Linked DNA regions of Mus musculus: region 1 is linked to region 2. The links are chromatin contacts, called in public HiChIP or PLAC-seq maps. All regions are on one chromosome and are shown on one strand. The core of a region is the stretch at or near the end of the contact, and the rest is flanking DNA. Distances in the headings are between cores, read along the strand shown.

The links. HiChIP or PLAC-seq counts read pairs in DNA pulled down with a chosen protein or histone mark.
Region 1: a contact with region 2 is called in an H3K4me3 HiChIP or PLAC-seq map of embryonic stem cells, with 42 read pairs. The contact joins two enhancer-like sites. A contact is called at or near these places in 2 of 484 Hi-C or Micro-C datasets (bone marrow-derived macrophages and embryonic fibroblasts), 10 of 115 datasets of contacts at active chromatin or transcription factors (craniofacial prominence, embryonic basal ganglia, embryonic forebrain and 7 more) and 1 of 9 other capture datasets (embryonic stem cells).

What each region holds. Positions count from the first base shown.
Region 1 is chr7:143,436,689-143,442,394 of GRCm38.p6, reverse strand. No RefSeq gene overlaps it. Among named protein-coding and RNA genes, the nearest start is that of Cdkn1c, 22 kb to the left of the region's middle. Within about 2 kb of position 3,999, at least 59 of the 459 cell types and tissues checked have an H3K27ac peak or open chromatin away from gene starts, as enhancers often do.
Region 2 is chr7:143,172,511-143,178,109 of GRCm38.p6, reverse strand. The region is part of intron 2 of Kcnq1 (potassium voltage-gated channel, subfamily Q, member 1); the gene reads right to left. Among named protein-coding and RNA genes, the nearest start is that of Gm28821, 35 kb to the right of the region's middle. Within about 2 kb of position 3,274, at least 29 of the 459 cell types and tissues checked have an H3K27ac peak or open chromatin away from gene starts, as enhancers often do.

The DNA.
Region 1 (5,706 bases), core at 2,750-5,249, 260 kb before region 2:
AAGGCATTCTGAGGAAGATTTCTTGTAAAGTGGTCCTGCCACTGGGCTCCCCCATGTGCTGGGGCCCAGGCACCCCCATCAGCCAGGGGCCTGGGGCCTGGGTCAGTTTGAAGCATTGTTGTTGCAAATCCAGCTGGCAAGGCAGTAATGTTTCTTACATATATTTTAAAATAAAAATGCATCTTTCTGATTGTAAAACTATTTGCCTGCTGCAGGGGTGTGTGTGGGGGTGAGAGGGATAGTGTGGGGGAGGGAAACAAATACAAAGAGGTGCTATTTCCCTCGGTGGAGTCTTGCCTCTGTCATAGCCTGATGTCTGGGGACCTGTACTCTCTTGTATGGAGAAGAACTATATTCACATTTGAGGTAAAAGTCATGTATTTAGTTAAGCATTAGAATATATGTATGTGCACATACAGAGATGGCTCATTGATTTTTGATAGAGACACATACGAACAGACCTGCTGTAAGTTGAAAAGAACATAAGCCCAAATGCAGTGACAAGTTCTAGAATCCAAAGGCCATCCTGGCCCATCTTGGCTTGCCCCACCTACTCAGCTGCTGCTCACACTCTCCTTAGCTTGCAGGCCAGTGAAACCATCTAACAAAGACCCCTTGTTTGCTTTCTTGTGATAGGGTCTTATGTAGCACAGGCTGGTCTCAAATTTGCTATGTATCCAAGGCTGGCCAAACTCCTTGATCCTCCTGCCTTCTTCACCTTCTGAAGGTGGGGATTCCAGGAGTGCATTGCCCCTAAGAAACCTCCTCTTTTTTAAAATAAGAAAGTGTGGAACACCTCATGCAATGTCTTGAGTATCTACAGAAAATAAAAATGGAGTATTTGTACAGATTCAAAGTTTAAAGTTTGGTTTCTACTGAAGGGCTGTGACATTTGCAGGCTCCCCAGGGAAGCCCCTTCTTTTGTCTTTTGTGAGGCAGGGTTTGAGGAAGGCCAGGTTTCCTGGAGCTCTTGATTCTCCTACTTCTCCCTCTCAAATGTTGGGCTCTTTGTTCTCTTTGAGGGTAGGTCTTGGTATGTTGTGAAAACTGACCTGGAACTCACTATGTAGGCCAGGGCAGTCTCTAGCTTAAGGTCCTCTTGCCTCAGCCTCCTAAATGCTGGGATTCCAGGTGTATATCCCGGCAGTCTCTGCAACTGTTCAAACTGGAAATCTTTAACCACAATGAGATGTTTAAGAGGCCCAGAATATGAGAGTGTTAGAAACAGAACATTCGAAATGTGGCTCAATAAAGCACCTAACCGGTGGTCTGCTAGAATCTAAGATTCAGTAGAACTGCTGGGATGCACTTGTTGCCCTGGGGCCTGTGGAGACAGGCAGCTGTGTGGAGTGAATTTGTTACATAGTCTAGCGGATCAGTGAGCTCCAAATTCTGTGTGAGGTCTTTGCCTCTAAAAGTCAGGTGGGTCTTAGGTGGAAAGGTCGATGCAGAGGCTAGTCCTAACACCACAGTTACTTATACCTGGGGAGCAGGGAGGAGCCAGGATGGGGGGTGGCAGAGTGATACTGCTGCAGACACACAGGGAGCCACCGCAGCTGACTCTGTCATCTTGGCATGCAAGATGTTCTACTGATGCAACTGAAAGCCCTGCAATGCCAGCCACTCCCCATGATGTATCATGAGGAATACCATAGCAGTAGTACTACATTGGTGCTGTACATCTGAGTGGCCTTAAACCTAATATGTGGTAGCAATGATCTTTCAAATAAACAATGTCCATAATGGTTGCTAGGAGTATTGGATTGTCCCTATTCTAGGCACTAAAGTCTCCTGTCTTCTCAAGTCACCACAGACAGCAAGTCCTCCAGAAGAGACCAAGTGGAAGTCAGGGGACACACCCTCCTAGGAATGGGAAGCAAAGATTTGCTTTGGAGGCTGCAGTGAGGTCCCTCCACTCTTACAGGTCTTCTTTTCCCTCGAAGCCAAGACGGTTGACCAGATAGCCACCTCCAAACTAGGCTTGGCATTCTTCCTCAGTCAGAGCCACCTGTGACTCCCAAAGCTGCTCACTGGTCTGTGTCCTCCTCAGTTTTTTTTCCTTCTCTGGTTTCCACTAGCTCCCTTCGTCTCATGAGTCTGTGTTGGTAGCTTCAAATTCTCCGTGGTAGCAACACTGTTGTGTGATAAAGTAGCAGCAGCAACAACAACCCAAACAACCAAAAAAAAAAAGTTTTTTTTTTCTTAATACTTGAAAACTCTTAGGAGGGCAGTGGTCTAGTTCTGAATTTTTCCTGATTTTTTTTTTCTTTTAAGTAAATATATTTAAAAGACAAGGTGGAGTGTGATAGAGGAAGGCACCTGACAACAACCTCTGGCCCCAGTAGGCATTTATATACACTCCTAATGTATGCACACATGAATGAATGAATGAATGAATGAATGAATGAATGAACAAACAAACAAACAAACAAACAAACAGAATTGGAGATGCCCACCACCCAGAAGGGTATTAGGAAAAGGTCACCTTCCAGGTGGCAGGTTTAGAAGCTTCTGTGGAGAAGTGACAATATGAGGAGGAAGAGAACATTTCCCAGAAGCTCTGCCTTTCTATATGTATTGCAGCTACAAGTGTCCATAGAGGCCCAGGCCAGGCTGTCTATCCAAGACGAGGCAGGCATGGGGTCTGGCATTACTGAATAGGCCCCCAGAAGGAAGAAGGCACCTCTGGCTGTTGAAGGGACTGCAAGGGCTGGACAGAAGGTCAAAGGAGGTCTGTGAATTCTACACTAACAGGAAACAACTTTCATTTTTTTGCCTTGAAAACTTCCATGATGTCTCTTGGCTGTGCATTTTCTATGAGCTATCTCCTACCCACCTGGTGTTACGGTTGGCAGGAGCTTTTAGGGTTAACACTGAGGGTCAGCAGAGTCCTTGGGGACAGGATACTCCTCCAGGCAGGAGCCAAGGGAGGTAGGTATGACAAAGAATGAGGTCCCTGACCACAGGCCAGGATGTTCAAAGGATAGCAGGGAGGAGGTGCAGGAGGAGAGGAGTCTAATGGCTAGGTGTGTGGAGGCAGGATGGGATTTAGCCAGCCCAGGCTGCAGGAAGGAGGGACTGGGGGACAGGAGCTTCAGCCTGGCCCCAGGCCAGGAGAGAAGGCCTTGCAAGACAAACTGAATTCTGGGTGCAATTGGACCAGACCTCCCATATCAACTGACTTCAGACTGGGCCAGTGCAATAATTAGGATCCACTTTTTCTTGAACAGATGACAGAAACATGCCCACTAAAGGATTAATGTCATGTCCTGAGAAAGGGAGTGGAGCTGTCTGACCCATGGAAGATCAGGGTTGTATGGTGTTCTGAGGCTGGTTTGACATCGTGCTAGCAAATGGTCATACACCACAAGGGCACTTGGCAGTCACTTTCACTTACCCACCATCCATCCACCCATCTATTTACCCATCTATTCATCCATCTATCCATCCATCCATTCACTCATTTTACCCATTTATTTTTTCACTCAATACTAATCTATTCTTTTATGCATTCGTCCATATATTCATCTACCATCTACCTAAACATCAACCCACTCATCCATCTGGCTTCCCATTATCCACCCACCTACTCAGGCACCATCCATCTCTGTACCCACCTATCGATCCATAAGTGCATTCTGTTCAGGCAACTTAGCCCAGTCCTGCTGTCGTTCACCTTGGTAAGGCTACAGGAGGTGAGGCTGACACCCCATCTCTTCTACCCACATAGTGTTTGCCCAACCAGCCTGGAAAATAGTTTGGGCGTGGGGGAGGCGGAGGCCAATTTCTGCTTAATTGCAAGGTGGGGCCCTGGGGGGCTCCCAGGTATGGGAGACCCACATCTGCAGCCGCGGCAGTCAGGCCTGGGCCGAAGGGCGCAGGCCGAGGGCCTGCCCGGCAGGGGGTCCCGTGTCCCCACCGCCCGCCTCCCCCACCGCCCCGCGCGCAGTCTGTTTGGAGAAGAAAGCGGGCCAATTTGTTTTCATTCAGAGTCACTTAAGATCCCATTTTGGAGAAATGAAAAGAGAAAAGCCCGCTTCCCGCGCCGGGCCCGCTGGGTGCTCGCCCGTGCCCGGCGGCGCGCTGGGGGGTGGGGCAGCGCCCCTCCCCCACTCTCATTCCCTCCCTTCCCCCACCAGCCCCTCCCCACTTTCTCTCCCCTTCATTCCCCCACCCTTCTCCTTTCCCTCCCCCTCCCCCAGTCCCCTCCCCCACTCCCGAAGTCCCGCAGCCCCTTAGCCCCGCGTCCTGGCCTGGCCGCGCTCATCTACATGGCCGGCACACTCGCGGCCCATCTGCGGAGGCGCAATTAAACGCGGGGGGGCGGGGGGCGCCCGAAATTAGCATTTCCGCGGCCATCTGGCGCGAGGAGCGGGCGCGGCCGGACAAAGGGCGCCGGGCGAGGGGAGAGGCGAGTGTGCCGCGGCATTGACCTGCAAATGAGGCTTTGTCTGCGCATTAAAGCTCGCCGGACCCCCGACCCCGGCCTGCGCCCCCACCGTGGCCCCCGGCGGCCCAGGCCGGACCCGGCACCCCGAGGCCCGTGACCCCGGTGTGGCGCCTGCACCCGACGTTGCACCGCGGCCTCCAGCATAGGCCAGGCCGGCCCCTTAGCCCAGCAGGGCCTTGCGAGTTCCTCAGGTGGCAGATGCCCCAATACCTGCAGAAGCCCTACAGGGGTTGGTCTGGGACTTGAGGTGCTGGGAACACCCAGGATAGCCACCTGCACAGATCAATCAGTCTCTGAGCCCAAGTAGCCATAAGGGCCAGAGTCTTCTGCCTTCAGCACCAAGGAGGTCCAGAGTGCTGGAGTTGCCAGGTGATCTGGGAAGCCTCAGAGTGCAGACCAGGATTGCAAGGACCCCGGGTCTCCTGTCTCTTATAGGCCTTACAAGGTCCCGGACTTTCTACAGTGTGGTGCAGACACTGGAGATCCTTAAATGGGGTTTCCACAGCACATCCCATGACTTGCACTGTGTGAGGAGGGAACAGTGTGAGGCTGCATGTGGGCCTCAGTTTCCCAACGTGGGCAAATGGGAGTGCTGTGGGTGCTAATTCTGGGCGAGGACTATGTGTGGCTCAGTTTAGAGGTGGTGAGGATTTTCAAGTAGGGGGCCAACAGGAGGAAAAGGGTTCATGGCTCATCCTGGGGTGAGCAGAAAAGACATGAGACCTTGGATTCCATCCTGGGATGCTGGAGAGAGGCAGGTAGGGCCTGGGTGATCACTAAGAACCAGCTGCGATGCAGGATTGGCAGGCAGTGTTGGAAGGACAAACCTAGACCAGATGGAAGATTTCACGGGCACTACTCAGAATTGCCTATCAACTTGTCTCCTCAGAGATTAGACAAGGGTGTTCAGAGATGTGAGGGTATATGGGCACGTGGCAGTTCCTGGCACAGCCTGGCATTGAACCATAGGTATGCCAAGGGGTTGTGGTTCTCTTATCAGTGATGTCTGGGACCATCCCTACCTGTGGGCCTATAAACGTCTGAAGATTTGTTCAGAAGTGCAAAGAAAACCCACAGTGGGGATGGGGAAGATAATGGCTTAGTTTGCATGAAGATGTGAGTTCTATCTCTTGAACTCATGTTAGGTGGGGGTGGGAGAAGCTAGGATAGTGGCCCATATTTGTAATCTTGGCATTGCAGAGATGGGGGAGGGGCGATAGGTGGCATCCTGAGGCTTGCTGAGTGTGAGGTGGAGA
Region 2 (5,599 bases), core at 2,025-4,524:
CCAACCCACATGATATACTCTCTGACACACTCTGCTTATTTCCTATGCAGTAAATGTTGAGAGTTGTATCTCAATGGAGTGAGAGTCCCATAATTGAAAACAATTTTAAGGGCTGGCGAGGTGGCTCAGTGGGTAAGAGCACTGACCACTCTTCCGAAGGTCCTGTGTTCGAATCCAAGCAACCACATGGTGGCTCACAACCATTCATAATGAGATCTGCCACCCTCTTCTGGTGCATCTGAAGCCAGCTACAGTGTACTTATGTATAATAAGAAATAAATCTTTGGGCTGGAGCAAGCAGGGACTAAATGAGCAGAGTTGACCGGAGTGAGCGGGGTTGGCTGGAACAAGCAGGGGTCCTAAAAAATTCAATTCCCAACAACCACATGAAGGCTCACAACCATCTGTACAGCTACAATATACTCACATACATAAAATAAATAAATAAGTCTTTTTTAAAAACTATTTTAAAAAGCAAAGCTGCTGGCACTGAGGCTCAGTTGATAATGTGCTTGCCTAGCATGCATGAAGCCCTGGGTTATATTCTCAGAACTGTATAAACCAGGTGTGGTACTAGATACCTGGACTCCCAGCACTAGGAGGATAGAGACAGGAAGATCAGAAGTTCAGGGTCATCCCTGGCTATGTAGAAAATTTGAATCCAGCCTAGATTAATGAGACCCTGTTTTAAAATAAAAATACCGAAGAAGGAGGAAGAGGAGGAGAGGAGGAGGAAGAGGAGGGGAGGAGGAGAGGAAGAGGAGGAGGAGGACAAATGTTTTAGAAAGGTAGAGAACCTGAATAGGCAGCAATTTGGAGAAGACATACAACTGAGAAAAGATGCCCACAGAAACAGTTATTCTATGCCACTAACTGTGGAAATACAAATCAAAACAGAGGCTGCTGTATCCCTCTAGCAAAACACAGGCAATGACTACAGTGGCCAAGGAGGCAGAGAGGCAGGGCTATTATACATGGCTGCCTGAGGGAGACACCAGACCCATGATCCTGGAAGCATGGTTCAATGGTTCCCTAAGTCATGAAGAATGGAGTTACCATCCACTCAATTCTGCTCTAAACAAGGATCTATCTTTAAAAAAAAAAAAGTACAGTTGTGGGACTGGGGATATAAAGTATATAAAGTATATCCCCAGTCCCACAACTGTAGAGCACTTGTCTGGTGTGCCTGAGGCCCTGTTTAACCCCCAGCATTACACAGAAATACATCAATAAAAACAGAAAGATCATTTATTTTTCTAAAAACAAAAAGAACTTCCACAGAGCCCAGCAATTCTACTACATCCTGAAAGAGAGGCAGGGTTTTGAGAAGCTATCTGTCCACCGTGTTTACTTTGGCAAAGTACACAATAGCTAAAGGCAATGTCCATCAAGAGGACAGAGAAAACAGGCTCCAGATACTAGAGGGCACATAATATTCCTTCAGAAGGATGTATGCTCCAACACAACACAGCATGGACAGACCTTGGGAACCTTCTGTTGAGACAAAAGTCCTGAAAGATCCCCCTCATAGTATAACTGCAGGGCCCCAAGTTACCAAAGCCACAGGGACACAAAGCAAGATGAGGTGGCAGGGCATGGGGGTGGCGGGGTGGGGGTGAGTGTTTAACAAGACCAGAGTCATCTGTGAAGATGGAAAGTTCTCAAGGTACGTGGTAAGGACTACTACAGTGTGAATGAGCTTCATGCCACTCAGCTGAGCACTCAGACATAGCCAAGGTGAGACACCTTACCTCATACATATTTCAGGAAGGGGAGTGGGGACAAGATGGCTCAGCAAGGAAAGGCACCTGCTATTGTCAAGCCTATTGGCTCAAGTTTGATCCCCAACCCCACACGATGGAAGAACAAAACTGACCAATGCAAATTGTTTTCTGACTACCACGTGCACACACAGACACACACACACACACACACACACACACGTACCTGAGAAATAAGGGAATACTTGTAATAAAAGAAGAAAGAGACAGGAGGGGGAAGATGACATGGAGTCACAAGGCTCACAGGATCTACGGCCTGCAAAGGACCAAGTGGACCCTCACTGTGGCTCCCATTGTAAAGATAAGAAAGACGGTGGTAGAGCAAAGACAGGAAGCATCCAAGGTCTAATTAGGTCCTTTGTCATCTCATCTCACTATGGCAATGCTGGAACTCACTGAGGCACAGGCTCGGTGGCATCCTGGGCTCTGGATCCTGGCAGGGACATCTGGGAAGAGACACGCTGCCTCTGAAAACTTCACAGTGGGAACTGAAAGTTTTCTCATTTGACAGGTGGACTCAGTACCCCCAAACTGAACCCAAGTGATTCAGGGGATGCAGAAGACAAAAGCTTGGCATGACAGAATCTCTGACTGGCCGGGAACACCTATCACACATGCATACCTACTACACATGTGCCTCAGGTGCTTGGGGGTAAGCACAGCAAAGCAGAGATCTGCCCGTATGTGAACCTAAAGGGCCGAGATACAAGTAAGGGAGATGCTCTATCTGTCAACAGAGGAAAGGCCAGTGCAGAGTTCACAGCCTCCGAGGCCCTTCCTTGAAGGCTGTGGGTGTCTTATCTATTCTTTCTTTTTATCAGCTGGTGAATCCCATTTCTGGAAGGGTGGGGGTTCAGCTTACTACAATCCACCTGTGGCCCACAGCAAAGCCAGGGCAGGGCAGACTGCCTTGGATCCTCAGATGAAAGACACTTATTTTTTTTCCCCCTCTGTTTCTTTTTGTTTAACAATCAAGGGAGCTCAAAGATGCTTATCGTGAGTATTCAGTGTCTCTGATGTTACTATTTTATAATCTTCTTAATAAAAGAATAATTTGAAATCTGACTGGAAGATTTAACTATTTCAGATGAAGGGTTGGCCCATGGGAATAGGGGCCCTGCAAGAGAGCCGGCAAATCCAGGCCATCAGGCCAAAGGGCCCGGCTGGTCTCCCTGAGGCCCTCTAAACACTGGACAGGGCAGTTTCTAGAGAGTTAGATACCTCTAGGCCTCCTGTAGGCTACCAATCAGCATAGGGGTGCCTTGGGAAGCTAGGGCTCAGACCCTTCCCTCCTCTCATAACTAGGAAACCTGTAAGATGGCCATTTCCTGAGCCAGGGGGCTTCCTGTGGGAGGACAGTGCCTTCTCAGCACACAGACAGCCAGCAGACTTTGGGGCCAGCTGTTCTGACTCTACACGGGCCCCAATAAGCCATAGAGAGGGCCAGCCTTGCATTCTCGGGAGGGGCAGCTGGCCGGAGGCTCGGTGCCGGCATGTAAGCTGCTCAAAGCACCCTTTGTTCAGGTCCTGCCTGTGGCCAGCTGCTCCCAGCCGCCAGCCTATGCTGAGAGCCCATGGGCCCCCCCAGTGACATGTGCTGGGCACAGCTGGAACCCTTAGGCCATGCTCACTGCCCACCCTGGGGATTGTCAGCTCCCATAGGCCACCAGCTAGTCCCAGGTGACACAAAGCCTTCAGAGACTCTAAGGAGGCACAGAGTCAGGGCCTAATGGCAGTAGACAGAACCAGGACCCTGTAGAGACATGATCCTTTCTATAACAGTCCACTCTTCTCCAAATGTCCTAGGAGTCATGGGTACCTACTACTGGTGGGGTTCTGGGGGCACACAGCACAACACAGCCAGGAAGCAGGGCATTTCCACCAGCCACCATGAAAGTTAGTGAGCTATAAGATAGAGCTAGAGGCAGAAGCCCCAGTCCTGGGAGTGGGCAGCAGAGTCCCACACACGCCTTCTTCAATAGCCAGTTCCTAATGGCACTGGGCACAGATCAGCAGCTGCTATGTCCACACTTATTAGGGTAGACCCAATTTGGGGGCAACTTTAGGAGATGCAGGGTTGCTTTCCCCTGAGAACCCATCCCAACTGCCAGCTGTCCAGGCAGCCATTCTCCACAGTGGGCAGAAGAGGCGATGAGGCTTGCTCAGTCACCATGGGGACAAGCTTTCCCATCCACCGGGTAGCCAGGCTCTGAAAGTGGGCAACAACTGTCACCTGGTCCTCTAATCATAGACCCTACTTCAGCAGGTGGCATGAGGCCCAGTGTCCACTGCTGAAGTTTACAGGGGACCAAAAGCAGAGGGAGTGCCTTGAAGACTAATTGTTTCTCCTGATCATGTTCTAAATCCATACTGCCCCATGTAAGACTCCTAAAGGGTGCTAAGGCCCATGTCTCCCTTTCCTATATGATCTAGAGGCCACCTTCAGGCCAAAGCTCAGCCACATAGGGTTCCCTGGTATCATCCCTGACCCTCACATTATCATGTTACAGGTATAGAGGCTACCACAACAGGATGTTGGACATCCCGACAGACTGTCTCTGAGAGCTTCCTAACAAGCTGGGATGTCCAACAATCTTAGGAAACAATAAAAGTATAATCGGGTTGCCCAGGAGGTACCTCTTGAGCACACTGTGCCCCCAGGTCAAGGCTCAAGACCTTCTGCCCCAACCAAATTCCCAAAGCCCTACTAATCACTTACTGACACTAGGTCTAAACAGGAGGCAGATGGGGCAGAGTGAGGATAAAGCAAGGAGGCTTGGCCCACACTAGTGGGCTAGCCCATTCTTGGGCCCATTATCATTAGGAAAAATCCTCCTCAGATTGGAGGCTTCTAGGCCTCAACCTTGGAATAAAGGCTACCCACCCACAGTGGGAGGAGAGCAGGCCCTGTGGTCACTTTAATTTACATGTTTCGCTGGTGCAGGGCTGTGTGGTACTGACTAGAGTTACATGCGGTTCCGGTGGTTTAATGAGCTGCCTCCAGCTCTGAGACCCAGCTTGCTGCAAGCTGGCAAGGTGGGGGTCTTCATACCCTGCCCACTCCCTTCCTCCCTGCCTGGGTGTTCTAGAGGTCAGGAGGTGAACATGGGGGTTCAGTGGCCTCCCAATGCCTGGTAGGGGGCTGGGCAGATGGCGCCAGGATATGCACATAGACCAGCCCAGGAAATCCCTGCCCAGAATTGCCTCATCAGCAGATTCAAACCAAGCAAATTCATGCTATCCCTTAGACGCCTCCAGTTGTGAGCCAGTGCCTGACAGAGAGAAGGCAGCCTGGGTGCTCTGTAAGTGTGTGCCTGCATAGGACAGGGGGCTATGATTTTTTATTTCATGAATTTCAAACTAGGTGGAGGTCACAAACACCAGCCAGCAACTGAGAAGCATGGTGACAGGCAGGGGTGGAAATGAAGTATCTGCAACACTGGGGAAAGGGGGCAGTCAGAGCCTCACTGGGGGCAGGACGGATAGTGTCTTTTCATTAACAGAAGTCAGCTCTACATAGCTGTTCACAGCTGCCCTGTCTTCCCTCACCCTGTTGAGTTTCCCCAGCTATTTAGGAGAGTACCTCTCTATTCCTGCTAAGACTTCTTTTTCCCTCTCAATATTTTAACCATTTGTTTCCATGTTTCGAGTTTTATTCATTCTTTTCTCCCCTTTTTAAAATTAATTAATTTATTTATTTTTGTTATTGTTGTTGTTGCTATTGCTGGGGCAGAGTCTCATGGAGCCTGGGCTGACCTCAAACTCTATGTAGCCAAGGATAACCTTGACCTTCCAGTGCTCCTCTCTCTCTTCATCTC